Linked DNA regions of Mus musculus: region 1 is linked to region 2. The links are chromatin contacts, called in public Hi-C maps. All regions are on one chromosome and are shown on one strand. The core of a region is the stretch at or near the end of the contact, and the rest is flanking DNA. Distances in the headings are between cores, read along the strand shown.

What was found. A called contact is a pair of places that touch in the nucleus more often than the background predicts.
Region 1: a Hi-C map of cardiomyocytes shows a contact between it and region 2, with 2.0 times the contacts expected there. The contact joins two enhancer-like sites. A contact is called at or near these places in 5 of 39 promoter capture datasets (embryonic stem cells and pre-B cells), 1 of 484 Hi-C or Micro-C datasets (cardiomyocytes), 1 of 115 datasets of contacts at active chromatin or transcription factors (embryonic stem cells) and 1 of 9 other capture datasets (pancreatic islet).

The regions. Positions count from the first base shown.
Region 1 is chr1:90,236,507-90,240,882 of GRCm38.p6, reverse strand. No RefSeq gene overlaps it. Among named protein-coding and RNA genes, the nearest start is that of Gm34930, 8.6 kb to the left of the region's middle. Within about 2 kb of position 2,497, at least 13 of the 459 cell types and tissues checked have an H3K27ac peak or open chromatin away from gene starts, as enhancers often do. A contact at or near this core is called in cardiomyocytes, where this site is marked.
Region 2 is chr1:89,997,664-90,001,988 of GRCm38.p6, reverse strand. All of the region lies in intron 1 of Asb18 (ankyrin repeat and SOCS box-containing 18), which reads left to right. Among named protein-coding and RNA genes, the nearest start is that of Gm34616, 4.8 kb to the left of the region's middle. Within about 2 kb of position 1,883, at least 4 of the 459 cell types and tissues checked have an H3K27ac peak or open chromatin away from gene starts, as enhancers often do. A contact at or near this core is called in cardiomyocytes, where this site is marked.

The DNA of each region.
Region 1 (4,376 bases), core at 1,248-3,747, 240 kb before region 2:
CCTTTGACTTCTGTATACATACCTTGCCATGCATGTGCATATACAGTTCCATACAAACACACACAAATAAGTCCAATGCCCTGCTTGCTCAGGATAGAGGTGGTACTGAGACAGGGAGGGGAAAGAGACAGCTGCCAGAGGTAACAGGGACCCCAGTCTTTGAGTGCAGGCAGGCTCCCTGATCCCAGTAGACATTTACAAGACACAGATGAGAGAGAGAAGAGAGAGAGAGAAGTTGCTATCAAGGGATTCACATGACAACTTTGAAATGTTAAGCCTCAAGTGTGGTGTGCTAGGTCTGCGCCAGTCACCCGTCTGTGAGGACAGCCCAGATAAGACCAACCCAAGACTGCTCCAAAGAAAAGCGTAAACATTCATTGGGTCTCTTGTTTGCCACGGTGTGAGGATCTGTAGGCCTTATCTCCTATCTGCACCAGGCCAACAAAGGGTGAGCCTGGGCATGGCTAACCTTTGCTTTGGAAGAGAACACAGGGGCAGCTGTGGTAAGGTAAGCTGAGGTCAAATCTTGCTTCAAAGTATCATCTTGTTCTGGAGTCCAGCTGCCCTGTGCTGTCCAAGCACAGGTACCAGTGGTAGCCCTCACAGCTGGTAGGGAAGAGAGTGGCCATTCTGTGAGGTTTTGAAAAAGAATAGTGCATTTCATCGAAATGCCACTAAGTCAAGAACAAAAAGACAAAATTGAAGGATAAGGTGGAGGAAGGGGGAACATTTTCACCAGGAAATTGAGGCAATGATAAACTGTTTCACTGGATGCTGAGACCTCAGCTCCAAGCTGCCTGGAAGCTGAGAAAGGTCGAGGCTTATGAATCACATAGTTCCCGGGCCCCGAGGAAGGGCGGCATATGGAGAAGTGTCTGCTAAAGCAGAGCGACGGGAAGAATGCACAGCCTACCTCATTACCTGGGGGATTTTGAGAACCTCCCATGGCAGTGTGACAAACACCAGCAGATCCTCCCATTTTGGTCGTTTCGTAGAGTGACTATTGGGGCTACAGCTGAGATGCTGCACTACGTAGCAGTGACTGGAGCAGGGGAGGAAAGGCCCAAACCATTCAGGGTCATTCGCTGGAGGCTTAATGCTGGCCTCTGTGGCCTGTGGGTTGAGGACTCTCCCAAGGACTCCATGCTGAGGAGTCCTGACCCAATGATGCACTTCTGGACACACTGGCTCTGTGAAAAGATAGAACTTCTGAAGTGAAACAAAAGGATAGTGTTTTTGAAATAATAATCTCTCTCTCTAAGCTGGTCTTTTTGTCTTCCTTTAGAAAAAAATGTCTATGTGTCAGATATGATTATTTTGCCGCTGTGGGAAACTGGCCCTTGGCAGGGCATTGCTCATTTGCTGGCCTTGGCAAATGCCAACGTTGGAGAGACTTCGAAGAGGAAAAAGAATCAGTGCGGCAAATGGTAGGGTTGACTCAGCCTTGGAGCCTAGCGTGAAGGGATGGATGAGAAGCTAGCCAGGGACCAGAGGCTGTCACCAAACAGTGGTATCTGCTCTAGATAGAGTGTGGAGAGGGTAAGGAGAGTCCTAGAGTGAAGAGAGAGGACTTAACAGCCAGACCTCCCACCCCCAGGGCCAGCCTTAGGTTCTCCCAGCCTTAACATCTGTCCACAGGGAAGTCAGGTGAAGAAAATCTAAGTCAGCAAAGCATCAGCAAGAATTCACCAATAACCCTGGCTCTCCACACCAACTCATCTGGTCCAGCCATGCCTTCTACTTTGATCAGCATCCCTGGTCTCTCTGGGCATCTAAATGTGCTCCAAGCAGTCAAATGTCAGGGACTCACAGAAACCCTGGGGTACCACATCTAAGCTGTTCTTTAATTGCATGGAGAAGTGATTAAAATTTCATCCCTGACATCGGGGAACTGGCCACCTAATGCAGAAGGGACACTGAAAGGACATCACAGTCAGACACAATTAAATCATAATGTGTGCCATTCAGCAACCTTTCCAGGCTCCAACAACCTAACAGGCTGTGGACAAGATGTCTGGCTCCCAAGATCACTCCACATTTGACCCAATGGAAGACCCCACAATCACAAGCTTGCCAAGTGCTAGTCCCCAAGAACCAAGGCGGCTGTTGCGTTCTCTGTATTGGGTAACACTGAATGATTGGCAGTAGCTCTCTTGACACTAAATGTGAAGGACTCTGAGCTCACCACATTGACCTCACAGCTTATCAGCACAGCCTGTGTCCCTTAAGACTAACGTGGGGTATGAGAAACACCCTATGAAGTTTGTCTGGCCTCTGGGCATAGACCATCCAAGATCATTAGCAAAACTAATTTGGACCTGATTAGTCCACATAAACTACCCACCACCAAAGAGCAGGCTGTGTTTGGACTGATTAATAATTGTTACTGAAGCTGGCTGTAATTAGTTATATAATTCTGAGCAGGGTGACTCTAATTCCACTGAGCTGACATCACAAGCCTGAAGCATTAGCAAGGGTTGCTTTCCAAACGCTGGTAGGTATGACCACATGCTCATGTGCTTTCACCCTTGTGTTTGAACTAAGTCCAGGGCCACAGGCTTGCTATCAACTTGACATTGTTTTAACAAGGCTTTTATGGAACCAATGCCACGAGCGTTTCTTTCTTGGCAAACCCAAAGCCTGCTCCAGAACTCCATAGCACCCGCTTCTGGGTGGCGTATTTTATGCTGGCTGCCTTTCCCACCTACCCCAGTGAGGCATGCTGGCAGCAGCTGTCTCTGATACTCGCTATGCCCAGGGCATTGCTTTCCCTCTCAGTTCTTTATTCTCACGGAGCTTCAGTTTCAGAGTACTTCTGCAGCTGCTGCCGATCTGAGGGGAAGCGTGAGACCCTACCTCTCAGAAGTTCATCTCCTGTGGTGGGTCAGAGTCTAGAAGCTCTGCGTCTGTCTGCCTCCATCAGTGATGTACAGGCCACTTCTTGCTAATTCCTCCTAGATCGTACCAGAAAAAAAACCTATCCTGCTCTACTCCCAAGAAAGGTCTTGGAGTGGGGCAATGAGAATGGCCCCCACAGGCTCATGTGTTTGAATATTTGATCCCCAGTTGATGGAACAGTTTGGGAAGGATTAGGAGGTGTGGCCTTGATGGAGGAAGTATGTCACTAGAACAGGTTTTGTTTTAAAAGCTCACAGCACCCCCAGTCTCAGTCTCAGCAGAAACTCATGCTTGTGAACCAAGATGTAAGCTCTCAGCTACCTGCTCCATAGCCATGCCTGCTGTCTGCTTCATGCTCCCTACCATGATGGTCATGGACTCTAGCTCTCTGAAGCTGTACACCAGCCCCCTCGGTCATGATGTCTTATCAAACCAATAGACAAGTAACTACAATGTTGATCATGAGAGAAAATAATCAAAATATATTATATGCATGGATGAAGACACCATAATGAATCCTACTGTTTCATTCAATTAGCATATGCTATTTGAAAGAGAATGGGGAATGGGAAGCCACAGTGGGAAACAGTGAATTAAGATTGTCACTGTTAGGATTCCTGATCCATGGGGTCTGATCACTAAATGCAATATTCATATCTATGTTAGTGTCTCTAAATCAGCCACCTCCCAAGCCATGGTCCTTCATCACTTGCTTCCCAGACTAGCCTCTCACACAGGGACAGCTCCCTTCGAACCATTGCTTTAGCTTGAAAATGGGATCTTATGCAGATAGTTACAGAGTGTTTCTGACTTACTCAACCATTACTGTATTTCCCCCATTTCTGTCCCAACACAGGCAGGGCAGTAGTACCAATCTATGTGCAACGATTGGATTCTTTGAAAGAGTCAGGTAAAAGTGGCCCAAACAAATGAGAGAATGACATTGGTGATTAGCAGTCACCAAGTCTAGTCTTGCAATTAAAAGAGGCAGGGACAGCCCATGGGCTTCCTCCCCTCCATACCTCTGAAATTTCCCCATTGAGTAATTAAAAAAACAAAAACAAAAACAGGGGAGAGATTCTGTGGCTGGGTTACAAAATACTCCTGGTGTCACTACAGAAAATGAGTAACAAAGGTTTCTGTAAGTAGGTCACAGTAGGACATGAACTCTGCTTGACCCCGGAAAGTGGCTGTCTTAGTCAGGGTTTCTATTCCTGCACAAATATCATGACCAAGAAGCAACTTGGGGAGGAAAGGGTTTATTCGGCTTAGACTTCCATGCTGCTGTTCATCACCAAGGAAGTCAGGACTGGAACTCAAGCAGGTCAGGAAGCAGGAGCTGATGCAGAGGCCATGGAGGGATGTTCCTTACTGGCTTGCCTCCCCTGGCTTGCTCAGCCTGCTCTCTTATAGAACCCAAGACTACCAGCCCAGGGATGGCAACACCCACAAGGGGCCTTTCCCCCTTGATCACTAAT
Region 2 (4,325 bases), core at 634-3,133:
TTGTTAAATGAGGTGTGCCGTGTTCACATTGTCATGCAGAGGAGAGGTTAAGGCACTTTGACACTCTTCGTATTAATGTCTGTGTGACTAACTTGCCTTAGATGTGTCCCGGAAGTCTAAAATTGAGCTTTATGTACCTGCCAGACTTCCTATTTAAAACAATAATGATAAAAATCAGAGCAGAATGTGGGATGAAGGCAGGTGGCCTTCAGGAACTGCCAGCAAGAATATGATCAGAAAAGGATCGTGAACGAAGCCTGTGATCTGGCCTGCAGCTGAGACACCATCAGCCTAAGGCCCAGCGGAATCTAGAAGGTGTACTAGCTACTTCTCTGTTGCTGTGATAAAATGCCATGACCAAAAGCACTTTATTTTGGCTTTTGCTTCAGAGGGGTTCAGGCTGTCAGGGTGGGGATAGTGTGGCAATGAGCAGCTGGAGCAGGAAGCTGTGAGATCACACAGGATGCTGAGAGAGCAAACTTGAAGAGGGGTAAGGGTATAAGCTCTCCAAACTCACTCCCAGTGACAAACTTCCCACAGTAGGGCTCCATGACCTCCCCAAAGGGCACTGCTGACTGGCAACCAACTGTTTAAATACCTGAGCCTAGGGGAGACATTCGTCATTCAAACCACCACAATGGCCATTTATAAAAGGGGCACGCTGACTGGGCCAGCAATACAAATGAGCATGTTCAAACGAACAGGCATAGACTCTGGTGTATCACACACTGACTTCTGGCCCCTTCGACCTGTCCCTTACTCAGACACTTGACCCCAGCAGGGAGCCAGGCACTTTCCAGTGGTCCAGGAAGGAAGCCAAGCCTTGGCTTTACTGAGAGTGGGGAAATGATGGGGCCTCCTGCTGCTTCGGAAGCTCTTCCCTGTGCCTGGGACACACAGAAAGTTGCTACTGAAGAGAAAGGGGCCAGCCATGTCACCAGGCCTCCCAGCACTCAGCATTCAGACCTGGCTGGATTGTCCCACCAAGTCCCAAGAGTGCAAATATTCACTTGCTCTTTGGGAAGGGAAAACATGATCCTGTGTCAGCTCGGACACAGGAAACCAAGATCCTGGTACAGCAAGGAGATAGGAATCACCCTCAAACTCCATCATGTGTGCAACCCGGGGCCATCTGAATGTGGAGTCCACCATCACTGGATCTAGAGGCAAAATAATAATAATCTCTCTCATTAGCTGTCTCCATGACAAGAAGCAGTTAGAAAAGACTAATTTTTATCCCTTCTGTGGATAAAGCATCATACTTACTATTTAAATCTCAAGTATCTCTGCAATATGATATTCAGGTAGGGTGAAAAGATGGCTTCTCACTCTGTCATTCAGACAGAAGCTGGGCGTCCCTGCCTGCTTAGATTTTTCTTTTCCTCGACATCCATTCACTCCGCACTCTGCCTTTTCACTTGTATAGCACTCTGCCAGGGTTTACCGTACAAACAAGGTGGCAACCTTTGCTGGTTCTTCTGAAGAAATAAAACTACTAAATCTGCTGACTTGGGGCAAATGAAATTCATTACTAACCCTCTCTCCAGGAGAAAACAGCATTCAGGAGCATTTCTAGGTAGGACCAGCTCCCTGGGCAGGTGGAGAGGGGGAACCTCACTTGCAAGAAAAGAGGGAAGATTTCATGGTGACACCAGAGACTCAGACAGGAAGAGGAACTGAAGAGAGTGGTCTCCTAAGCTGTGAGGTGTGACCACCTCACTCCCATCCTCAGTGTAACTGCTAATGTGGATAAATGTTAAGTTAGCAACCTAACTGGGAAACAAGATGCTAGCTAAGAAAAGTCAGACCAACTGTGGGCCAGTGTAGAGGCAGAACCAGATGTACGCAAGCTCATATCAGGGATCAAAGGGGACCATGGGCAGCAAAGCACTGTTGCTTGTGGACTCCAGGAAGGACTCTGGGTTCTGACAGCCAAAGTAAGTGAACTTGAACTGACCCTTTGTTGACACAAGTCAGGTCTCTACAAACATGCTTTGATGGTTTAAAATAACTCCAGATAGCTTGCTGCATCTGTGTCACCTAAATTTGGGCGCAAACATCAGTATGCCTTTGGCACCAATTACCTCTAAACTACCCATCGAGAAAGTGAAGCCTCTAGAGACATAAACAGGAGGACCCGGACAGTGAACAGCAGTCCGAGACCCCTGAGTCACAAGAAACAGGTCCTCTATGCCTGGATTTTCCCCAACGGCTTGGATCACAGACGGAATCAGCCACTGCTCTGGCTGGCTGAGATCATTTGGAGCCGATTGCTTCATGCTCGCCGTTTCCCCTCCGTATATTCACATGGATCACCTGAAAGCAGCACCTGCAGTGTCCCCAGCCAAGCATGGTCTCAACCTGGCTGCAGATAGAAGTGCTCAGACAGTTCCTAGGGTCCCGATGTTCAGGCGGCATGCAGCCCAACCCAGCACAAGTCTTCAGGCTGGGGTCCTGGCATCCTGCCTTTTGTAGCTCCTCAGGTGATTCTATTCGGCAACTAAAGTATCAGGCACTGCTCTGAGGCCTCATGTGTGGTGCTTCTCCACCAGGAATCACTCAGAGTTTCTTTTTAAAAGAACTGTAGTTTATCATCTTCCCTGAAGCTTTCAGAATACCACCCCTCTCAGGTTGAAGTGCACACACCCTTTACCTCAGCCCACTGCACAATAACAGTCACATCCCAAGTCCTGCTCACCCAATGGGCTCCTACTGACCCCCAGACCTACAACTGACACCCCTGTTCTGAAACACCCCAGACCGTCTTTTTTTCCTAATCCAGTGGAGATTTTTGCAGACCTGGTGTGATGTCTGCCAGTTTAAGAACTCTCAATTTGTTCTGTATTTAAAACAAAACCACAGTCTCTGGTCCTTCTGTTTTACCATAGTCCCTCAAGGTTTGATCAGATTTTCAGCAACTTATACACAAATTTACATTTAAAAGAAGTTGGCTTTCTGTGTGGACCAGACTTGGAAAAGAAGGCAAAGCCAGAGTGGAATCTTGGGGCTGTGCATTGGTTTTGACTAAGTTGAAAAGGATAAGGATGAGCAAGTGGGTCCATCTGCCCAGACCAGGTGTGCAGGCCAGCTGTGCCAGCCAGCTGTGCAGGCCAGCTGTGCAGGCCAGCTGTGCATAGGCAGGGTCATTTAGAGGTGGAGGGGGTGAAGAGCCTAACCCAGGACACGGGGTCAGAAAGGAGTGTCACTCACACACCAGGGGACTGCTCACAGCTTTGGGGAGGAAGACTAAGCGGCTCCTGTTGGGGGTCTTCCAAACATGAATTTCTTGTCCTGTGTGATCCCCGCAGATGGGATTTTCATCTCTGAACCCCCAAAACCTTACGAGACACCCTAAAATGTAACCACGTTCGGTTAACAACTCGGGGGAAGAGTGGGTTGCTTTCTAGGTTGGTTGGTTTGTTTATTTAATGAAATGGTCAACAGTGCTTCTATATTTGTAATAATAATAATAATAATAGCTTGTTATTATCATAATTATCATCATTATTCAGCTCTGTGCCAGGTTTGTGAAGTCATCTTCATGTCCCACTTGCTAAGGTGCCCTGTCTGCCTGGAGTTATTTTTAAAGCCCTACTCCCTAGCTACTGAATTCCAGCTCAGACACTGAGGGAACTAAAACACATGGAGGCTAAATTTAGCCTAGAGCACAGCCCATTTTTATCCCGAGCCTCACCTCTGACCCTCTTAAAAACATCCAATGACAGATTCCAACAGGCTGGAAAACACCCTCCAATGTAAAGTGAGGGGCAAGTTCAAGTTGCCTCATCTTGCAGCTGCACGAGAGCCTTCGAGAAGTGGATCTGATTACAGTCCGTTTGAGGAAAATGAGATGGCGCTGTGCCGCACTCAAAGAAAAGAAGAACCAGAAACGCATATGTTGCTGCTGGACAGGAAGGACATATGGGGCAGGGAGCTCATGGCAAAGCCCCTTCTCCAGCCGCACCATCTCTAACTACTGAGCCCTCTGCCTCCCTGCACAGCCCGCATCCCTTATCTACCTGTGCGAAGGCATCCGTGAAAGGACAGCCAGCCAGTCATACCCCTCTGCATCTAGCGTATCCTGAGTCTCTCCTCTGTGGAGCAATTGTGAGTCCCAGCATCACAGACAGGCTCCAGGTCAACCTATGCATGCCCACCTGTGCCCATAACTAGGGTCTGTGACAAGAGTAAAGACAGGTAGGTCTAGTGTCTTTCTCATCAGGGTGACAAAGTACTCATGAAAAGCGACCTAGCAAAGGAAAGGTTTGTTTGGACTCAAGTCTGAAGGCACAGTGTTCATGTCAGGGAAGGTCTGTCAATAAAGG